3 separate regions of the Mus musculus genome follow, and regions 2 and 3 are each linked to region 1. A link is a contact called in public Micro-C and promoter capture Hi-C data. All regions are on one chromosome and are shown on one strand. Each heading gives the region's core, a stretch centred on a gene start, on an enhancer-like site or on the middle of the called end of the contact. The rest is flanking DNA. Distances are from core to core; before and after follow the strand shown. Region 1 holds the start of Eomes (eomesodermin). Region 2 holds the start of Foxl2os (forkhead box L2, opposite strand). Region 3 holds the start of Sox14 (SRY (sex determining region Y)-box 14).

What was found. Promoter capture Hi-C pulls out the DNA fragments that hold promoters and counts their contacts. A called contact is a pair of places that touch in the nucleus more often than the background predicts.
Region 2: a contact with region 1 is called in a promoter capture Hi-C map of embryonic stem cells, with 7 read pairs. The contact joins the promoter of Foxl2os here to the promoter of Eomes in region 1. A contact is called at or near these places in 4 of 39 promoter capture datasets (cranial neural crest, embryonic stem cells and hippocampal neurons) and 3 of 484 Hi-C or Micro-C datasets (all in embryonic stem cells).
Region 3: a Micro-C map of embryonic stem cells shows a contact between it and region 1, with 29 times the contacts expected there. The contact joins the promoter of Sox14 here to the promoter of Eomes in region 1. A contact is called at or near these places in 2 of 39 promoter capture datasets (cranial neural crest and embryonic stem cells), 3 of 484 Hi-C or Micro-C datasets (all in embryonic stem cells) and 1 of 115 datasets of contacts at active chromatin or transcription factors (embryonic stem cells).

What each region holds. Positions count from the first base shown.
Region 1 is chr9:118,476,131-118,479,776 of GRCm38.p6, reverse strand. It overlaps Eomes (eomesodermin), which reads right to left and starts at 1,588. Exons shown (of 6, transcript NM_010136.3): 1 at 231-1,588. The coding sequence starts at 1,117. Gm33408 (a long non-coding RNA gene) reads left to right here and starts at 1,129. Exons shown (of 5, transcript XR_871338.1): 1 at 1,129-1,217.
Region 2 is chr9:98,953,763-98,957,408 of GRCm38.p6, reverse strand. It overlaps Foxl2os (forkhead box L2, opposite strand), which reads left to right and starts at 2,099. Exons shown (of 8, transcript NR_003248.3): 1 at 2,099-3,004; 2 at 3,175-3,205; 3 at 3,291-3,381; 4 at 3,552-3,646. It overlaps Foxl2 (forkhead box L2), which reads right to left and starts at 1,802. Exons shown (of 1, transcript NM_012020.2): 1 at 1-1,802. The coding sequence starts at 1,748. The coding sequence ends at 621.
Region 3 is chr9:99,874,284-99,877,929 of GRCm38.p6, reverse strand. Sox14 (SRY (sex determining region Y)-box 14) reads left to right here and starts at 1,760. Exons shown (of 1, transcript NM_011440.1): 1 at 1,760-3,646. The coding sequence starts at 2,246. The coding sequence ends at 2,968.

The DNA of each region.
Region 1 (3,646 bases), core at 339-2,838:
CCTCAAGGGTTCATTCCCAAATTTCCATCTCCGCCTCCTCCTCCTCCCAGTCAATCCCGGTGAAGGTGACTAGAGAGGAGAGTAACGTGGGCTCGGAGCCCAAGCTACAGGTGTGCCTTAGGAAGTAAGGGACACGACTTTGGAGATATGATGTACCACTTAAACACCCTAAGCAGAGCCCGCAGTGTGCGGACAACCAGGCGCCTGGGGTCCCTCCACCCTGCACTCACCTGCCCTGTTTGGTGATGATCATCTCAGTTTGGTGCCGGTGGAATTTGAGCCATAGGGGCCGGTTGCACAGGTAGACGTGGGCGCGGAAGCCGGAGCCAGGCACCCCTAGGCCCCCCAATCCTCCACAAGACCCGGCCGCTGAGGTTCCGGCGTATGGCCCGTAGAGCGGAGAACCCTGGCCGTAGGGATAGGCGCCAGGACCGCCGGCACCACCGCCGCTGCTACCAGCGCCGCTCCCCGAACCCGCAGCGGGGCCGAACTGCGCCCTCGCGGGCGGGCACACGGCGGCGGGGAATCCACCGGGGGGCAGCATGGAGCCGTAGGGGTAGCGCGCGCCATTGGACGCGGGGTACACGGGTCCGTGGGCTGCTCCGGCCGCCGCCGGGTACTGGAAGAGCGAGCAGGGCGCGGCGAGCTCGGAGCCCTGCGGTCCCGGCGACGGGAGGTAGTAGCGCTCGGAGCTCAGGCTGTCCATGGAGTAGCGCGCGGTGGCCGCGGCGGTGGCGGCGGAGGGCAGCTCCTCCTCCGCGCACGGGGAGCCCTTGCGGCCGTCCGGGGGCCCGGGCTTGGCCACCGCCGAGGTGCTCCCGAAGGTGTCCCCAGCGTCCGCGTCACTGAGCATGGCCGCGGGGGCCCCCGCGCCGGCGCCTGCGGGTTCTGCGCTCCCCGCCTGGCACGGGAGACTGCCCGGAAACTTCTTGGACGCTTTGTCTAAGTCCAGCCTCTGGGGCGAGGGGGCAGCACCGGGGAGGAGGCTGACGCTCCCTCCGCCTCCCCCTCCTCCTCCGCCTCCTCCTCCTCCTCCTCCGCGAGCACTCTCCAGCGAGTAGAAGTGCGCGCCGGGCAGGTTCACCGAGCTCACCAGGAGCTGCTCTCCCAACTGCATGCTTTAGCGAATCGCAGACGGCAACCGGCTGCCTCCTCGCCTCCCGCGGCCTGGTTATAAAGGCCAGTTGGGGGAGCCAGCGCCCTCTTCCGAGGGGAAGGTAATGTCCCCTTCCTCCCTCGCCTAGGCTACCCACCTGCGGACCTGCGGGGCGGCTTCAGCGCGCGCCCAATTTAGCGTCCTTCCCTCAAGGGAACAAACTCGGGATTGTAGGTGCCCCTTTCCTTCCGCAAGAAAACAAACCCCGGGTTGTAGGTGTCTCTCTCCTTCCTTCCTTCCTTCCTTCCTTCCTTCCTTCCTTCCTTCCTTCCTTCCTTCCTTCTTTTCTTCCTTCCCTCCTTGTCTAACCTCTCAGGACCCCTACACTCACACTAAGGAAGAAGAGGACTTAGCTCTGAGTTCCCATTTAGCAACCAGCCATTTCCTCTCGGCTGGCTCTGCTAAACTCTAGGCATACTTGACCGCTTGGAAACTTGTGAGCGGTGGTTGGCTGCTTATATATGTGCGGCCAGGGAGGGGCTTCGCAGCCCCATGGCTAGGGGACTTTGCTATTGGCTGTTAGAGGTGACACTAATTCAATTAAGTATTTATTAATTGGATCGGGTCGCCTGCGAGTTTCATTTTCTCTTAGCTTATTTGGCTGTTATTGCTGGTTTGGTGTTTCTTTAAGCGTCTTTGGGAGAACTATATCCCACTGAGAATCAATCCTGGTGTACCCGGTGGCTCTATGGCGCCGGAGAAACGGGTTTGAAGTCTGCGAACATGGTCTACCCACGGCATAGGAATCATTCCTGAGTTCGGGTCTAGTTTGGCAGGTCCCAGAGGCCCGTGAAGGCGTCTTTACAAGCTCCCTGCTCGCAGGAAGGCTCAGGTCCCCGGGGGTGCAAATCTAGGGGAGGGCTGGAGAGCGACCCGAAGTCTCTGCGCACACCCTCCTTCTGACTTCCTGGCCTTCAGCACACAGGAACCGCTTTTTGTCCTGTCCCATCTTTTAGCGTAAAGACTTGGTGGAGAGAAACCTCGCGTTCAGTTTTTGGGATTCCAGAGATGGCAAAAGGATTCCGCGTCTGAATCAGAGACTCCAGCTTCTAGCTTCTGAAGTGGGCTTCTGAAGACCCAACATGAGCCTGACCGGACGAACCAAACACTCAGTATTACAACCGCGCTAAAACACCGGCTTCCCCGAGGCCGTCACTTTCATTACTCAGAATTCCCTCTGCTCGGTTTTTTCTAAACACTGGATGTTTCCTACCTCCCCCAGCCCCCGCTTTCGCCAACATCTTTGGTGGGGACTGACACTAAGACACAAAGGTTCCCTAGCAGCTGTGCAGTTAAGATTCCCTGCGCCTCTCTGCGGCACAATACAGAAGGCAGAATAATTAGTGAAATAATCAGTTTGATATTGAATTAAGCTCCTTTGCTCCAGCTGCCTGTTTTTCCCCCCTGCGTTTCCGCAAACAGTCAAGGACGGGGCCGTCATATTTTATTGTTTTATTATTACAGAAGGGGGAACACGTTTCGTTGACGATGAGAAGCCTGTACATTCTCCTCTAATAAGCAATTACGGACGCCTGCAGTAGTCGCTCCAGGAGCGCATTTTCCGGTCGAGATGTAGGGACTCTGCTTCCCCCAACCCAATGCGATCACACGGGAAACTTTTGCCGAGAACAGATGAGGTGGCCGCGGGATCTGCTAAGCGCTCAGACGCCAGCAGCAGATCCGCGCGAAGCTTTCCAACCTGGGTCCAAACCCCGCGAATCACGAACGTGGGCACGCCCGTGTTAGGGAGTGGAGCGATCCTTCATGGACTTGGATGCTGTGTGGGGTTTTGATAGAATAGCGTAGTGGGTCTTGGGCGCTCGCAAAGCTTTTCAAGTGTTTTGGAACAACAACCTTGTCAATTTTGGCTCAGAGAACTCGGGCTGACATCCTGCGCGATCAGTCCAGAGATCCCAGCTCCGATTTGGTCTCGGGCTCCGTCCCGCATGTTTTTGTTTTGTTTTGATGCAGCGAAGCCTTTGGGATTAATTTTTATTCCCCTCAAAGGGTGCGAGATATTGAACGTGAGGATTCCACAAGGGGGATGCGAGTTCCAAGAAAAGGGCCTCACTGCGCTGGGGACTCAACCTGGAGTCTTCGTTAGCCTGGCCCTGAGCTGCAGGATGTCTGAGGGAGATGTAGGTGTGAGACTGAATCTCACGTTATCTGCAGATGGGGTGACTGAAGTTATATGTCAGTTTTGTATTATAACACAGCCAGAAGTAAGGTCCCTTCAAAATACTTTGAAGAGACCGGGGAAACGCTGGCGTGGCACAGTGCCACACAGGCAACGGGCACCGTTCAGACCCACTCTGGCGCAAGTAACTCAGACCAGCTGTCTCCCTAACCACATCAGAATCGGGTTCATTCTATCCTACCCCTAGAGCAAGCTCATGAAGGAAGGCGCATAGGTTCGTTTCTAGTGCCATCAAATTATTAACTCGGTGTAATTCAATCTGTGTAACTAGAATTTGAACGGATTCCTGGAAC
Region 2 (3,646 bases), core at 850-3,349, about 20 Mb after region 1:
GGAGCGGGGGATGAGAACTCGGTTGCAGGCCGCGGAACGAGGCTGTCCCTGCTCCAGCCTGGGGCTCAACCCCCGCCCCGCCCAGTGGGCCCCTCTGCAAGCGGCTTCTGATCAGTTCCAGGAGGGATCGCAGAGCGACCAGACACGTTCTTTCCATTCTCCGGTAGTGTGGGTCCCTCTTCCCCCAGCAGCCTAGCGCTTCTAGTCGCAGACAGTCGGGGTGGGGAATTAAAAATAAAATCGAGCTTGAGTCCACCGACCTGGAAGAGAGGGCCAAGAGGTAAGCTGCGTCTCAGACACTTCGACCGCACCTCGGCCGGGGACTCACTCCCTGCGGTGAGGAGAGGAGGCCCGCGGAAAGCACGGAGTGGGCGGCCTCCGGCCAGCAGCACGGGAAAGCAGAGGCCGCGGCGGGGAAGAGCACCGGAGGAGCAGCGGAGGCGACAAAGCGGAGTCGCAGGAGCGGGGCGGACCGAGGAAGGGCAGACCGCTCGAGGGCTCTGCATCCAGAAGCTGTCCCGGAGTGCGCGCTGTCAGGCTGGCTGCTGCGGCTGCGACCCGAGCTCGGCTCCTCCACTCCCGGGATAGGGGTGGGGGACCGCTCCCGCGCGCGTTGGCACTCAGAGATCCAGACGCGAGTGCAGCGCGCCCGTCTTGCTGTCGTGGTCCCAGTATGAGCAATGCATCATGGCGAGCTCGGGTTGCCGGGCGCAGGCGAACTGCAGGCCGGGCGCGCTCGTGGGCGCGGGTGCCGGGGGCGCGGCGGTGGCCGGGCTGGCGGGACTGAGCTGACCCGGGGGAGGCGCGGCAGCCCCGTGGTGTGGCGGGGCTGGCGGGGGCGCAGCGGCCGCGTGCAGATGATGTGCGTGAGGGTGCGGGTGAGGGTGCGGCGGCGGTGGCGGCGGCGGTGGTGCGGCAGGAGGGCCCCCCAGGCCGTTGTAGGAGTTCACGACGCCCGGAGGCAGCGCCATGCTCTGCACGCGCGAGTACGGCCCGTAGGAGGCGGCGGGGCCCGCCAGCCCCTTGACCACCGCGGCTGCACCGGGGCTGCCCGGGCCGGCGGCTGCAGCGGCTGCAGCAGCGGCCGCCGCAGCCGCCGCCATCTGGCAGGAGGCGTAGGGCATGGGCGAGGGAGGCTGCGGCAGGGGCCAGGAGTTGTTGAGGAACCCCGATTGCAGGTACTTGGGTGGCGCCAGGTAGCCATAGCCATCGGCCCCAGCTCCGGGCACGCCGCAGCCACCCGCCGCTCCTCCGCTCCCGAAGAGCCCCTTGCCGGGCTGGAAGTGAGCGGGCGGCGGCCGGAAGGGCCGCTTCATGCGGCGGCGGCGCCGGTAGTTGCCCTTCTCGAACATGTCCTCGCAGGCCGGGTCGAGCGTCCAGTAGTTGCCCTTGCGCTCGCCGCCGCCCTCGCGCGGCACCTTGATGAAGCACTCGTTGAGGCTGAGGTTGTGGCGGATGCTATTCTGCCAGCCCTTCTTGTTCTTCTCGTAGAACGGGAACTTGGCTATGATGTACTGGTAGATGCCGGACAGAGTGAGCCTCTTCTCGGCGCTCTCGCGGATCGCCATGGCGATGAGCGCCACGTACGAGTACGGGGGCTTCTGCGCGGGGTCTGGTTTCTCCGGTGTTGTCCCGCCTCCCTTGCCGGGACTCGGCGGCGACGCCTCGGCCTCTTTGACTGCGCGTCCGCTCTCCGGAGCCAGCAGGGTCCCCGCCGTGTCTTCGGGCTCGGGGTAGCTGGCCATCATGACAAAAGCCGGCTCTCCGCGGCCGGGCAGCCCGGAGGCTGTGCTCTCCTGGTGCAGGCTCGCCTTGCAGGCGGGCGCAGGAGTGTGCGCTCGGCGCAGAGCCTCTAACTTCTGCAGGCTGCGGGGACCGGAGGCCTCGCGCGGCTCTCACTCTCTTCTCTTTTCCCCCCGGGGAGCGGTCTGCGGGAGTGGAAGTCAGCCTCTGGCCATCGGGAGTCTGCCCAACAGCGAGGGGCTCCGGCCCCGCCGCCCCTCCCCGCCCAGGCCAGTCCCCGCCTCGGTGGGTTTTCTTGGCTGAGCTCTCCCCTCCCCCCACCGCCCGGTTTCCCCGAGGCGCGACCCGCGTCTCTGGCGCAGCCGCCTCCTGGAGTCCCTAGTGCGCCAGGAGCCTCGCTCCGTTCTGATTCGTATGGGCTCCGCAGAGTTCCGCTTGCGTCAGGGGCCTTCGCCCCTATAGCGGGGCAGCCAGCAGCGCACGGGCGAGTTCATCTCTAAGTCTCCTTTTTTTTTTAAACGGCCGGCAGAACTTGGACCGGCCTTCCCGAGCCTCCGGAGCCTCCCGGGCCCAGCCAACAGCCTGCCTCACGCTCTTACGAGTCTTGAAAATCTGCGGGTGTTTGCTTCGCCGAAAAGCCCTGGTTGGGGCTCGCTGCGCCCTGCCAGTGCCCCGGGAATGCTGACCCCAGCGAGGAGAGGTGATCCAAGCCTCTGGGCAGCTTTCAGGTGAAAGAAAACAAAACCCTTTGCTCTGTGCTTCGGGCTGTGCTGGGGCTAGACTTCTAGCTTTGAGGCTTAGGGAGGGGCGAGATGGCAAGGGGGCCGGACCGGGGTGGAGTGGCCGAACTTTGCGGCAGCTGGAGGTAAACCAGCTCAGAGCTCGTGTCACGGAAGGCAGAAGCTTCGGCCTGCTCTGTCCCTCGAGCTCTCTGAGCCCAATTGAGGCTGGGGAGAGGATCGCTGGGAAGAGACACCCAGGAGTACCGCTCACTGGCATCGGACGTTTCGCTTCTCTGTGCTGAGGTGGATGTAGGGACCAGCTTTCTCCTTGGAACTCGCCTTGCAATCCCACAATTTGGGTGTGTGTTTTAAAGATCAAGTGGTATCCCTTGTACTCTGGCTTGGACACAGACGAGGATGTTGCTGAGGGGCTTTGGGGACTGTTGCGTGCACAAGTGTCACGCGTGGAAGGCACGGGGCAAAAATCTGTTCTTAAAGACACACGTGATACTGCGCAAGTGTGCTGTTCAGAAACCCAGGTATGCTTATATATGTACAATGTGTGAGACTTGTATTTGCTTATTTTTGCTTAGTGAGGTGTATGAATCAAGCACCAGAGTACATGGTTGTATCCATGAACATGGTTCGTGGATACAACCTCTTTTTTTTTTTTTTTTCCTGTCTTCCTTTGTCCTTCCTACCCTTACAGCCGTTACCTGCATCTTCTCCTTCCAGCATAGGTAAGGAAGGAAAACCACAGGCTGGGGAGGCGCTTTCTCGCGTCCCAGTCACGAATGGACAGTAGTCTTTCCCCTTGTTTTTAAGATAATAGCCGAAGTCTGGTGGGGATCCAGTTACATCTCCGAAAATAGAAAACGGACTTAGAGGAATTCCTTCCGTGCCAGCACAACATCAGGTGTGCCCTGTCACTCAGCCTTAACACAGGTTTGCAGTCTTGGAAGTGTGAGAGAGGCTGAGGAAGAGTGATCAGACACGTTGTGAAGGATAATGGTCTGAATGAATGATGTGTGCCAGTCACACATCTAGGTGGCTATCCCAGTGCCTGTTTCTACCTCTTTCTTTCAGGTTGCTTGGACTTTAAGAGTTCTCCAGAATGCCACGAGCCCACACTGGCCAGTGGCTCCAGCGGTCCGAAGACCATTTATCTACAGTGTGTGCTT
Region 3 (3,646 bases), core at 511-3,010, about 19 Mb after region 1:
GGTACTTCTGCTTTAGTAATCTCTAGGGAGGTGGGGGCCAGGGGGGAGCGGAAAGAAGAGAAGGGAGAGGTGAGGAGAGAGAAGGGGACGGGAGGGAAGGAGAGAGGTAGAAAGGAGAGAAGCTGAGAGTGAAGGGCCACCTTTGGAGGAATTCAAATGTTGTGTATCTGCTTTACAATAGGAAGGTAGCCTCCCCAGGTAGAGGTGAAAGTTTTCTCAGAAAGTAGGGGCTCCAGCTGCCTCTAAATAAATCAGAATGAAGATCAGTTCTCCCGGAAATTATTCCTCATCTGTGAAATGGGAATAACATCCAACACTGTTAAGAACAGCCCTAAAGCTGACCGATTTCCCGCCCCCCCCCCGCCCCCACGTTTTTGCAATCATAGGAAGCGGAAATAAATTCTCTCCTTCAAACACAACACACTACATTAAAAAAAAAGGCCCTCCCTTCTTGCCGCCCACCTACCCCCACTCGCAGCTTCTGGTAGCCGACTGCGCCGTGGGCATTTCGGCCTGTCCTCCTCCCGGGAGAGACTGGCTAGCGCAAAAGCCAATAAGTCTGGAACACACTCCAGTCCTTCAGGACCCGGGACAATGGTTTCCATTTAATAAATATTTCCCCCAAGGGCATTTCGCATCGGCCAGGCAATTATTCAAAGAAAACAGGCTCGCAGGTTGGCTCGGCGGGTTATTTCGTCCTCTTTACCCGAAGAATGCTCATCTGACTCGAGAAACGAGCCCCCATCCTCACTGGGTGGGAAAAGGCACCCTGAGAAAAATTGACCCTAGCTAAGAGGGTACAGCCTGAGGCTCCACGCTGCAGGCGCAGAAGAGAGACCAGGAAGGTCCCCAAGCCCCGCCTTCCCTCTGCCCTTGCAGTTTGGACGTTGAGGGAAGCTTCGAGTTTTAAATCGCCTAATAATAATAACATAGGTGAATAAGAATCAGGATGGACCTCTGCCTACCACACTCAACCCTCAAAGTGAAGAGTCCTAGTGGCAAGGGCCCCCAAAGTGAAGAGTGTTAAGGGCTTGCCAATCAGGACTCTAAACCTCTGCGAAGCCCGCATGAAGCATCCTGGTCTCGGCTCAAAGCTCTTGGCTCCGACCCCCAGGGACCCAGAACTGCTCCGCAGAGCGTCCTGGATTACAGGTGGAGGCGCCGCCTAAAGCCAACCTGGGAGAATGATACCAAAGCACCGTAGATGTTCTGGCGCGAAAAGTTTATTTTGGTTTTGGCCTGAGTTTGATATATTCTTTTCCTCTCCCAAGGATCTTTGACAAGTGTGTGTTGTTGGGGGCGGGGTGGGGGTAGAGGGTGCTGTCTTCCCATTTGGTGACGGGACTGTCCTATTTATCTACGTGAGCTCTGGGCTTGCTGGCTTGGCTGACAGCTTCCTGGGTCTTTATATTATTAGAAGCACCGGTTCTCCTTTGAACAACTGGGGAAGAAAAACAGGGGTCACGAAGAGTTTTAATTTTTTGACAGTGCCAGAGACAATGTGAACCCCCGCCCCGAATCCTGAGCTATCAAGCCGCTCTGTTCGCGGTGGCGGTCTCTCTGTCCCTCATACCTCTCCCCGCCCCCATCAGGGACGCTCCGGGTTTCCACTACTCGCGAGTTGGCAGGTGCGCCCCCTCGCCTTCCCTGCTGCTGATTGGAGCCCAGGTTGGGGAGTCGCCGCCCCGCGCTTATGTCAGAGTGCGTGCGGTCCCGGCCCACCTCGCCTTTGAACTTCGCCGCTTTTGGCTGCAGTTCACCAGCCTCCCCGCATTCTCGGCCAGGTGCAGTGCTAGGCAAAGCAGCGCCCGGAAACCACGGGAGGGGGGGAGCCACGGCCAGAGAAGCCAGGGGAGAGACGGGAAGGAGAGAAGGCGAAGGTGAAGAGGGAGCGAAGGAGGAATCTCCTGCCCTTGCCAGAAAATTACCTAGCCACTTAATCCCAAGACTCTGGTACTTGGGCCCCAATCTCTGGTGCCCACAGACTCCAGGCCGAGCGCCCTCTCATCCCCGCTGCCCTTCCTACCCTTCGGCCCCCTGGGGGCTGCCTGGGGGCTGGGACTGGCATGATCAGTTGAAAACTTTGCAGGGTCAGCTCTTCTCTCTGATTTCCCCTCTGCGGCTCCGAGACGAGGGGAGTTCAGAGTCCCGGGCTCAGGACGGACAGAAAGACAGACGGCCAACCGCGCCCAGGCTCGCCCGCAGAGCCCCTGCATTCCCCGCCCCCGCCCGCCTCGCCGGGACCATGTCCAAACCTTCAGACCACATCAAGCGGCCCATGAATGCCTTCATGGTATGGTCCCGGGGCCAGCGGCGCAAGATGGCCCAGGAAAATCCCAAGATGCACAACTCGGAGATCAGCAAACGCCTGGGCGCCGAATGGAAGCTCCTGTCCGAGGCAGAGAAGCGGCCTTACATCGATGAAGCCAAAAGGCTGCGCGCCCAACACATGAAGGAGCACCCTGACTACAAGTACCGGCCGCGGCGCAAGCCGAAGAACCTGCTCAAGAAGGACAGGTATGTCTTCCCCCTGCCCTACCTGGGCGACACGGACCCGCTCAAGGCGGCCGGCCTGCCCGTGGGGGCTTCCGACGGCCTCCTGAGCGCGCCCGAGAAAGCCCGGGCCTTCTTGCCGCCTGCCTCGGCACCTTACTCCCTGCTGGACCCTGCGCAATTTAGTTCCAGTGCCATCCAGAAGATGGGTGAAGTGCCCCACACGTTGGCCACCAGCGCGCTGCCCTACGCGTCCACCCTGGGCTATCAGAACGGCGCCTTCGGCAGTCTCAGCTGCCCCAGCCAGCACACGCACACGCACCCGTCCCCCACCAACCCGGGCTACGTGGTGCCCTGTAACTGTACCGCCTGGTCTGCCTCCACCCTGCAGCCCCCTGTCGCCTACATCCTCTTCCCAGGCATGACCAAGACTGGCATAGACCCTTATTCGTCAGCCCACGCTACGGCCATGTAACCCCAAGCTTGGCCCGGACCTGATGGGTAGCGTGGAAGCAGAGATCTGAATCCTTTCCTTTGCACCTAGTCTGGCCCGCAGATGCCTCTGGGTCAGGCCTGCCGCTGCCCCTTGCCCACCCCAGACTCTGCCTCTCTCTTCCAGGGGGGAAGGGAAGGGCCATCATCCTGGACCCAAGGCACAGACTGGTGCCAGAAATTTGCAAACATTTAGAAAGCTACACATCTTCTTCCCCTCTCCCGACTCTCCCAAAGCAAGTCTCGACTGTACCCCCTTTGGACAAAAAAAAAAGTAGGCAGTTTTGCTTTATTTACGTCCCCCTCACTGTCCGCGGATAGGCTTTGGACTCGGAACTCCCAGATCCTGGTATTATATCTAGAATATGCGTATATATATATTTTTTCCTTTCCCACTGAAGAAAAAGAGCTGAGTCTTGGTGCTGTGCCGTCAGACACAGCTAGGCACCATTTGCTCTTCCTGTGTGTGGGGAGGTGAAAGGCTTAAAAGTTTAAAACTTCAGGAAGGGAAACCTTTCTGTTTAAAACCATACTATGGTCGTGTTTGCTTCGATAAAAAGAAAACAAAAAGGAACCACGTGGCTTTTCGCTTTGTGTACCCGCAGTACTCCTAGACACCTAAGTTTACTTTTAGACAGAATGTCAGGTAATGAAGTCAGGA